Linked DNA regions of Sus scrofa: region 1 is linked to region 2. The links are chromatin contacts, called in public HiChIP or PLAC-seq maps. All regions are on one chromosome and are shown on one strand. Each heading gives the region's core, a stretch centred on a gene start, on an enhancer-like site or on the middle of the called end of the contact. The rest is flanking DNA. Distances are from core to core; before and after follow the strand shown.

The links. HiChIP or PLAC-seq counts read pairs in DNA pulled down with a chosen protein or histone mark.
Region 1: a contact with region 2 is called in an H3K27ac HiChIP or PLAC-seq map of alveolar macrophages. The contact joins the promoter of TFIP11 here to the promoter of HPS4 in region 2. A contact is called at or near these places in 1 of 5 promoter capture datasets (liver), 2 of 47 Hi-C or Micro-C datasets (heart right ventricle and liver) and 2 of 2 datasets of contacts at active chromatin or transcription factors (alveolar macrophages and skeletal muscle).

What each region holds. Positions count from the first base shown.
Region 1 is chr14:44,111,147-44,114,457 of Sscrofa11.1, reverse strand. TFIP11 (tuftelin interacting protein 11) reads left to right here and starts at 1,750. Exons shown (of 13, transcript NM_001077214.1): 1 at 1,750-1,789; 2 at 2,739-2,956. The coding sequence starts at 2,748. It overlaps LOC102159997 (a long non-coding RNA gene), which reads right to left and starts at 582. Exons shown (of 2, transcript XR_307476.3): 1 at 404-582; 2 at 1-180.
Region 2 is chr14:44,069,667-44,073,158 of Sscrofa11.1, reverse strand. HPS4 (HPS4, biogenesis of lysosomal organelles complex 3 subunit 2) reads left to right here and starts at 1,482. Exons shown (of 13, transcript NM_001098589.1): 1 at 1,482-1,797. The coding sequence starts at 1,757.

The DNA of each region.
Region 1 (3,311 bases), core at 501-3,000, 41 kb before region 2:
TCCTCAGTGATAGCGTTGAGATTGGAATTCCAGAGCCTGTGCGCCGACACAGAGTCCAGGGCTGGCGAGGGATTCTCTGGGGGTGCCTGGTTCTCCTTTGTTCCTTGGACCGCAGAAGCCTAGCAGTGTAGGCACTCAGTACACTTTTTATTAGATCCGTGAATAGATTTATTTACCAACCTGTTGGAAAGGAAGAAAATGGAAAGATATCCTGGAGGGAATACTTGGGAACTCTAGAGTTTGCCCATTCACCCCTTCACTCCCTCAAACATTTGTATAAAACAACTACTTATAAAAGTGCCTAAGACGGTGCTTGTACTTAACACCTAAATATCCAAGAGGCAGTCTAGACATTCATTATTCCTATTTAAATGCCGTGTCCTGCCCCCCCACTGTCTCTCACACAACTGTTCCTTGAGCTTGTCCTATATCCCCATTTGGCAGATTTAGAACGTCAGGCTGGCAAAGGAGTCTCTCTAGGCCAGGGTGACTCGACGACGTCCACACCAGTCGTCACAGGCTGGAAGTCGCCACGAAGCGGGGGGGTGGGGGTGGGGGTGGGGCAGACGAATTAGTCCTCAGCCATTCCGGGCCCCGAAAATCCTATCTAACAGCTCAGCCGCTTTAGAGCCAAAGGCGCCCGTAGCGTTCCCTTGCTGCCATGGCAACCCACACAACATTTCCGCCTTCGAGTAACGACATTTCCGGTGCGCCGGTCGCGGCACATCCGGGTTCCGCCCCGAAGCGGCGCGCTTCTTTTGCGGAGCTGGAGGCTGTATTCGTAACGCCGGGCACTGGAGAGGTGAGCGGGGCTTGGAAGCGGGCAGGGGAGCACCGGAGGGAGTTCGCGCTGGTGGGAGTGGTGGCTCCGGGAAGTGGGCCTTGGCCTTGCCCGTTGCGCTTCACTTTCGCAGACAGCTCTGCGGAGGCGGGGAGAAGAGGGGCCGCTCCGGGTTACCGGGCAGTTGGGGGCTTGGGCAAAGTTAGGTACGGAGCCTCCACCGTGAGGCCTGGGTTGCACGGCAGCTGGACCCTGGAGCCCTGGCTTCAGGCCCACCTGATTTCAGGCCCACCTGGTTTCGAGCCTTGCCAGCCGAGAACCTAGAGCAAGTTGTTTAAATTCTCTGCTTCGTTTTACTTAAGCTTGGAGGCGCTAGTAGTTATCTCTCTCTCCAGATGTCTTGATGTTTACATTAGATTATTGACCTGAAGCGTCCAGCAAGTACCTAGCACCTATCGAGGTCTCTCTTACTGATGACAACTCTGGTTATTACCATGCTCTGGGCCCAGGGAAGCAGTGTTGTGTGAGGGACTCCCGCCTCCTCTGAGAATATTTACCTTTTTTGAGCGCCTGGGTGAGGTTAGGACCGGCAGCACCCAACCAGTGCACCTTTGAGTAGAATGAGCAGGGGAAACTTTGTAACAGAGCTGACCAGTTTGACACTGCCTGTGGAAGTAGCGAGCTCCTTTCCTTGAAGGCTGCTTTCCGTGGCTGCTAGACAGGAATCACTGCTGTCCTATTGAATGTATGACTGTGTGGGGACTCGTGCTTGGCACTTCATCTAATACTCATACACTGAGTACCTGGTAGAGAGGGGGTTTGAACTCAGGCTGTGATTTTAGCACCTGGTTTCACAATCACTTTGTGAGGTTCATTCCCTAATTCAGTAACAGGAAGGGCAATGAACCTAATCATGGGATTACAGTAACAGCTGTTTCTGGAGCCCTTAATGTGAGCTGTTTTTTTAGGCCCCATCTCATTGAATCTGCATCATAAGCATTCTCTAAGGTTGGTACTGTAGTTTAACTGTTCAAGAGACAGCTGAATCTCATCACCCAGCTACCACGTGTTTTCTAATTCACAGCTAGTCCGACTGTTAAGGTAGTGTTTGTAATTACTGCCTTCTAGCTCCTCAGGAGAAGTTCCTGTTTGGGGAGGAAAATTAAGTCTAAGAGTCTCATCAAGTAATGTATTCAGAAACCATTTCATAAAAAGATCACTTTGCTGTGACTGTCAAAGGTTTAGATAAAACTCTTTACCCAACATAGGAAAAATAATAAAAATCTGGGATCCGGTAAAATGTCTATCCAATTTCTGAGGCAACAGTACGTAGGATAGCATACTTAGTTCTTTTATGTGGTTTGTGTGTATGTGAGTGTATACAATTGATGTTTTACAACATTGACTAGGACAAGGAAATAACATGCTTAAGAATCACATGGACTGGGAGTTCCTGTCTTGGCTCAGTGGTTATCTAATCTGACTAGGAAACATGAGGTTGTGGGTTCGATCCCTGGCCTTGCTCAGTGGGTTAAGGATCCGGCGTTGCTGTGAGCTGTTGTGTATATGGTGCAGACGCAGCTCGGATCCTAAGTTACTGTGACTGTGGAGTAGGCCAGTGGCTACAGCTCCAATTTGACCTCTAGCCTGGGAACTTCCATACGCTGCGGAAGTGGCCCAAGAAATGGCAAAAAAATGTAAAAAAATTAAAAAAATAAAATGAAATACTTAAAAAAAACCACATGACTGTTGGGACTATTTTGTTCCACCTGTCTTAGTACATATTGTTTTTTGAAAGGATTTAGTGTCTGCTTTATTGAATTGTAACAACAATTTTGGTGAACTTGGAGTTTGGAGGAAGTTCTGAAGGCAGCAGGGAGTAGGGACTCACAGGGAAGCCTTCTGCTGATGCTTGCAGGACTTGTCACAGACTATACTTTTTCATCCCTTCCTTTAGTGACAGGTCATGTCTCTATCCCACTTGTACCGGGACGGAGAAGGCCACATGGATGATGACGAGGATGAGCGGGAGAACTTTGAGATCACCGACTGGGATCTCCAGAATGAATTCAACCCTAACCGGCAGCGCCACTGGCAGACCAAGGAAGAGGCCACCTACGGAGTGTGGGCAGAGCGTGACTCAGATGAAGAGAGGCCCAGCTTTGGAGGCAAACGGTATGGCTGGCATGGGCTGCTTCCCCAGGAGTTGGGGAACTACCCCACTAAGCATCTGTCTCTCCTAGCCCCACTAAGTCCCTTAGCTGCATCATCAGCCAGGGAGCCAGTTCCTCTTTAGGCTTGGGTGCTGGCCTCTCACTGACTGGGTCATCAGTTGGTGTTAATTGAGCAATTATGTGTATTAGGCCTTGTGCTTTAGGCCCAGTCCTTGCTTTCCAGGAGCTGCAACTCTGGCTGTTGGAGACGGGCATTGATCAACAGCAGAAGTGGAAGTCTGTAACTGATTGAGGACCTGAGGGGGGACCTATTTTAGGGTGTTTGACCTATTCGGGAGGTTAGGGAAGATGGAGAA
Region 2 (3,492 bases), core at 233-2,732:
CCAAGTCAGAGCTTCTCTGGCCACATCCCAATACCTGCCCTATCCCAGGACCATTACCAACTTCTGGACCTTTCAAAAATAAGCGAGAGGAACTTGGCAGTGTAGGACCCAGTACTCTGACAACAAGGGATGGAGGTTTCAGGCTGCAGTCCTTGGATCAGCGGGCTTAGATGCCGCCTCCACAGGCATCGGAATATGCTTCAAGGTACCATGATTGTGTCCCTGTGGAGGCCCACCCCAAGGCATAGAGAGCTTACAGCCATCAAAATACAGTGATGTCCTCCCTAGGGTCTTCTCTCTACCAAAGGAGGTTTTTTTTGCCTTTTTTTTTTAGGGCCGCACTCGCGGCACATGGAGGTTCCCAGGCTGGGGGTCCAATCAGACCTACAGTTGCCAGCCTACACCTCAGCCACAGAAACAGATCCCAGCCACGTCTGTGACCTACTCCACAGCTCATGGCAATGCCGGATCCTTAACCTACCAAAAAACTCCTATTGTGTTCCTAGGAAGATGACAGATGGTGAAAAAGCATTTGAAACCTTGACGCTGGGGAGATTAAGCTTGGAGAAAGTGATAGAAGGGACACAGTTTTGAAGTGACCAGAGGGTTGTCTTGTGGAAAGATTAGACCTTGTTTTCCTGGAAAGTGTTTTCCAGACCAGTGTGTGGAGGTTAGTGGGGGGATGTGTGTGCAATTTCAGCTTGGTGGGAGGATAGATTTAATACTGTGAACTGCCTGTCTCTGGAGGGAGTAAGCCAGAGACTGGCAAGGTAGTTTTTGAAGAGGAGTCCAAGAGAGAAAGATTAGAGTAAGAGATGGCAGTGTGCCTTATGAGTCTGAAATTTCATGATGCTTTGAGTTCTCTTGCCTCTTGTGGGAGTCTGAAAGCCACTTGGTAAATTTTCTCTTTATTGTCTTTTAGAAACTTGCTCAGCTCTGGGATTCTACATGTTCAGATTATTTTGGGGGCTGTCAAGATGACAGTTCCTTAATTTGAGTCCCATTATTACTACAGCAACCACCTTATTTGTATAACTGTCCTTTATACCCAGAGCTTTTTCACACCAGTTACTTATCTTTTGTGTGACATACTGCTCAAGTAGCTACAGGACTTACTCGGAAGGCCTGCTCCCCTCTCTTTTGTATTTTGAAACATACTTTTCAACTTTCTGGAAAGCTCTTTTGAAGAAAAGCATTTGCTTCACCCTGCTGGGTCACATGCTCACTCATGGGATTCTGAAATAATCTATTCCTTGTGTTTATTTTAGGGCCAAGACACGGATGTTTAAACGGGAAGCTTCAACACTTTTTAAAAACAACCTTCAGAATGGCTTTGAACCAGACAAGCTAGAGGTTGCTTTAGAGCACTGCCCTCAGCATGCATCTCCTCTGTCAGCCTTCCTGGGCGAGAAACTCTCTGAAGGGGTTGTTCTGCAGAGGGCAGAGAGCTGATGGATTTGAATCCGATTGGTGGATTTGACTTTTCTGGTAGAATTCTCTTGCTTTATTATATTCCTTCCCAGAGTTCTGAGAGGCGTGGAGGTATTAATGGGACTGAAGGGCCTACAAGGAAGGGAAGCAGTATTTTCATGCTGAGTGAAAACTAAACAGGTGACCGTTGTGACTGGAAATACTTAAAGCTTCCCACGTCTGGATTTGCTGGATTGGGGACACAGGAACTGTCACTACTGGGGAGAAAGAAGCTAGACTGGACAAGAAAACCCAGATAAAGAGAATGAAGGCCACCGGAGAATAAATGGCCACCTCCACTTTACCAGAGACAAAGTCAGCCTCCTGGTGAGTAGCAAGGCCCTCGGTGCTCTAGTTCCTGAAAGACTGCTGAATGGATATTTGGGTGTAACTGAAAATTCTCAGGCAGATTTCCCTGACTTTTTTTTTTTTTTTTTTTTTTTTTTTTAAGTAGCCCCTTGATCTTATTAAGTGCAGGGGAGGGGAAGATTCTTTTTCCTCAGAGCAGCGAAATCAAGTGTGGGGCCATTTCTCTTCAAAGCTGATGTGTTGTAACCACATGAGCCTCTTGCAGGGTTTGGATGAGTCCAGCATGGCTGGTAGATTGTAGAAAAGACAGCTGTGGCTGGATCCTACAGCGGGCTTTGATAATACTGTGGGCACAGGACTCTTCACTTTTGAGAGACAAGAAACGGTTGCAGTGCAGAATTACCCCAGGAGAAGGGGTTTGGCCAGACTGGCTCTTGAAGGGTATTACACAACGTCTGCCCGAAACTCAGTTCCCTTCTCAAACCCAAGTGGGCTAATCCTGTCATAATTTGGTTCAGCAAACATTAATCAGGGAGATGAAAGAGAGAGGCTTGGTTTCAATAGAATGGGCAGGATGTAGTGACGGATTATATGTGTGCAGTTTGAAATGACACGCAAGTTGTTTTGTGAGCCGTGAAGAGTGGGGGCGCTTTCACCCTTTCTAACTAAAAGACTGTACCTTCTGATTGCCTTCGTCCGATTCTGCCTTCCCCTACCCCCTGCCTCTGATAAGTTCAAATAATCGGATCTCTTTTTCTAAGTTTGTTTGTTTGAGGTACAATTGACCTATAAAGCTATGTTAGTTCCTGATGCCCAAATCAGTGATTTGATATTTCTATACGTTACAAAATGTGCACCACCCAGCAGTGGTTTCTGAGTTGGGCTTGAAACATTTTTGAGGCTCTTTGATCTGCAGTTACCCTGAGGCCAGTTGCACACTGGGCTTAGGACTCAAGATTCTTAAGTGGGCTCTGCTAGAAACAGTTAGTGCCTGTCATCAGGAAGATAAGGTGGGAGCCAAGGAGGGTGGTAGGGGGAGGGCATGGTCCAGGGGAGAAGAGCAGGTGAGACAGAGCAGTCATATGCTCTGGCCTGACGTGTGCTTTCATAGATTGAGAGTTAAATCCCAGGTCCTGCCTGGGGAGTTTGCTTTGTGGTCTGAAAGAGGTAATTATACCCCTGAGTAGACCCTGAGTCTTCAGGGAAGAGTAGAGGGTTATGGAAATTGAGAAGAGAGCTTCTGGGGTGGGGGTGCTGGAAGGGGATCAGAAGTTGGATGAGGGATCGCATTAAAGGACCAGTGAGGTTTTGACAGGCAGAGAGGGGTGTGGTGCCTCTTTGGAAACTCTCAGACACCCCCACTTTTCCTGTCATAGACTCACCATCCTGAGTGAAGACTACGTTTCCCGTCTCCTTTGCTCGCCACGACCCAAGGCTGGCCTGGCAAATGTAGCACACACCACAGGCCCTTGGCAAATATGTGTTAAATGAATTCCTGGTAAACGGACTATTTCCAGAGATCGTGCCCAGCAGTCATGAGGGCACTAAGACATTCCTAACTTACTTTGTTATCAGAGCCTTAAAAGACACTTTACCAAACCACATGGTAATAGAGTTAAGGTTCAGCATCTCAAGTCAGAGGTGTCATTTCGGGCACCCAGGCTTTCCTTAGCTGCTCCTCTGTCTTTGGGGGCTGGATAGAGGCATATTTTT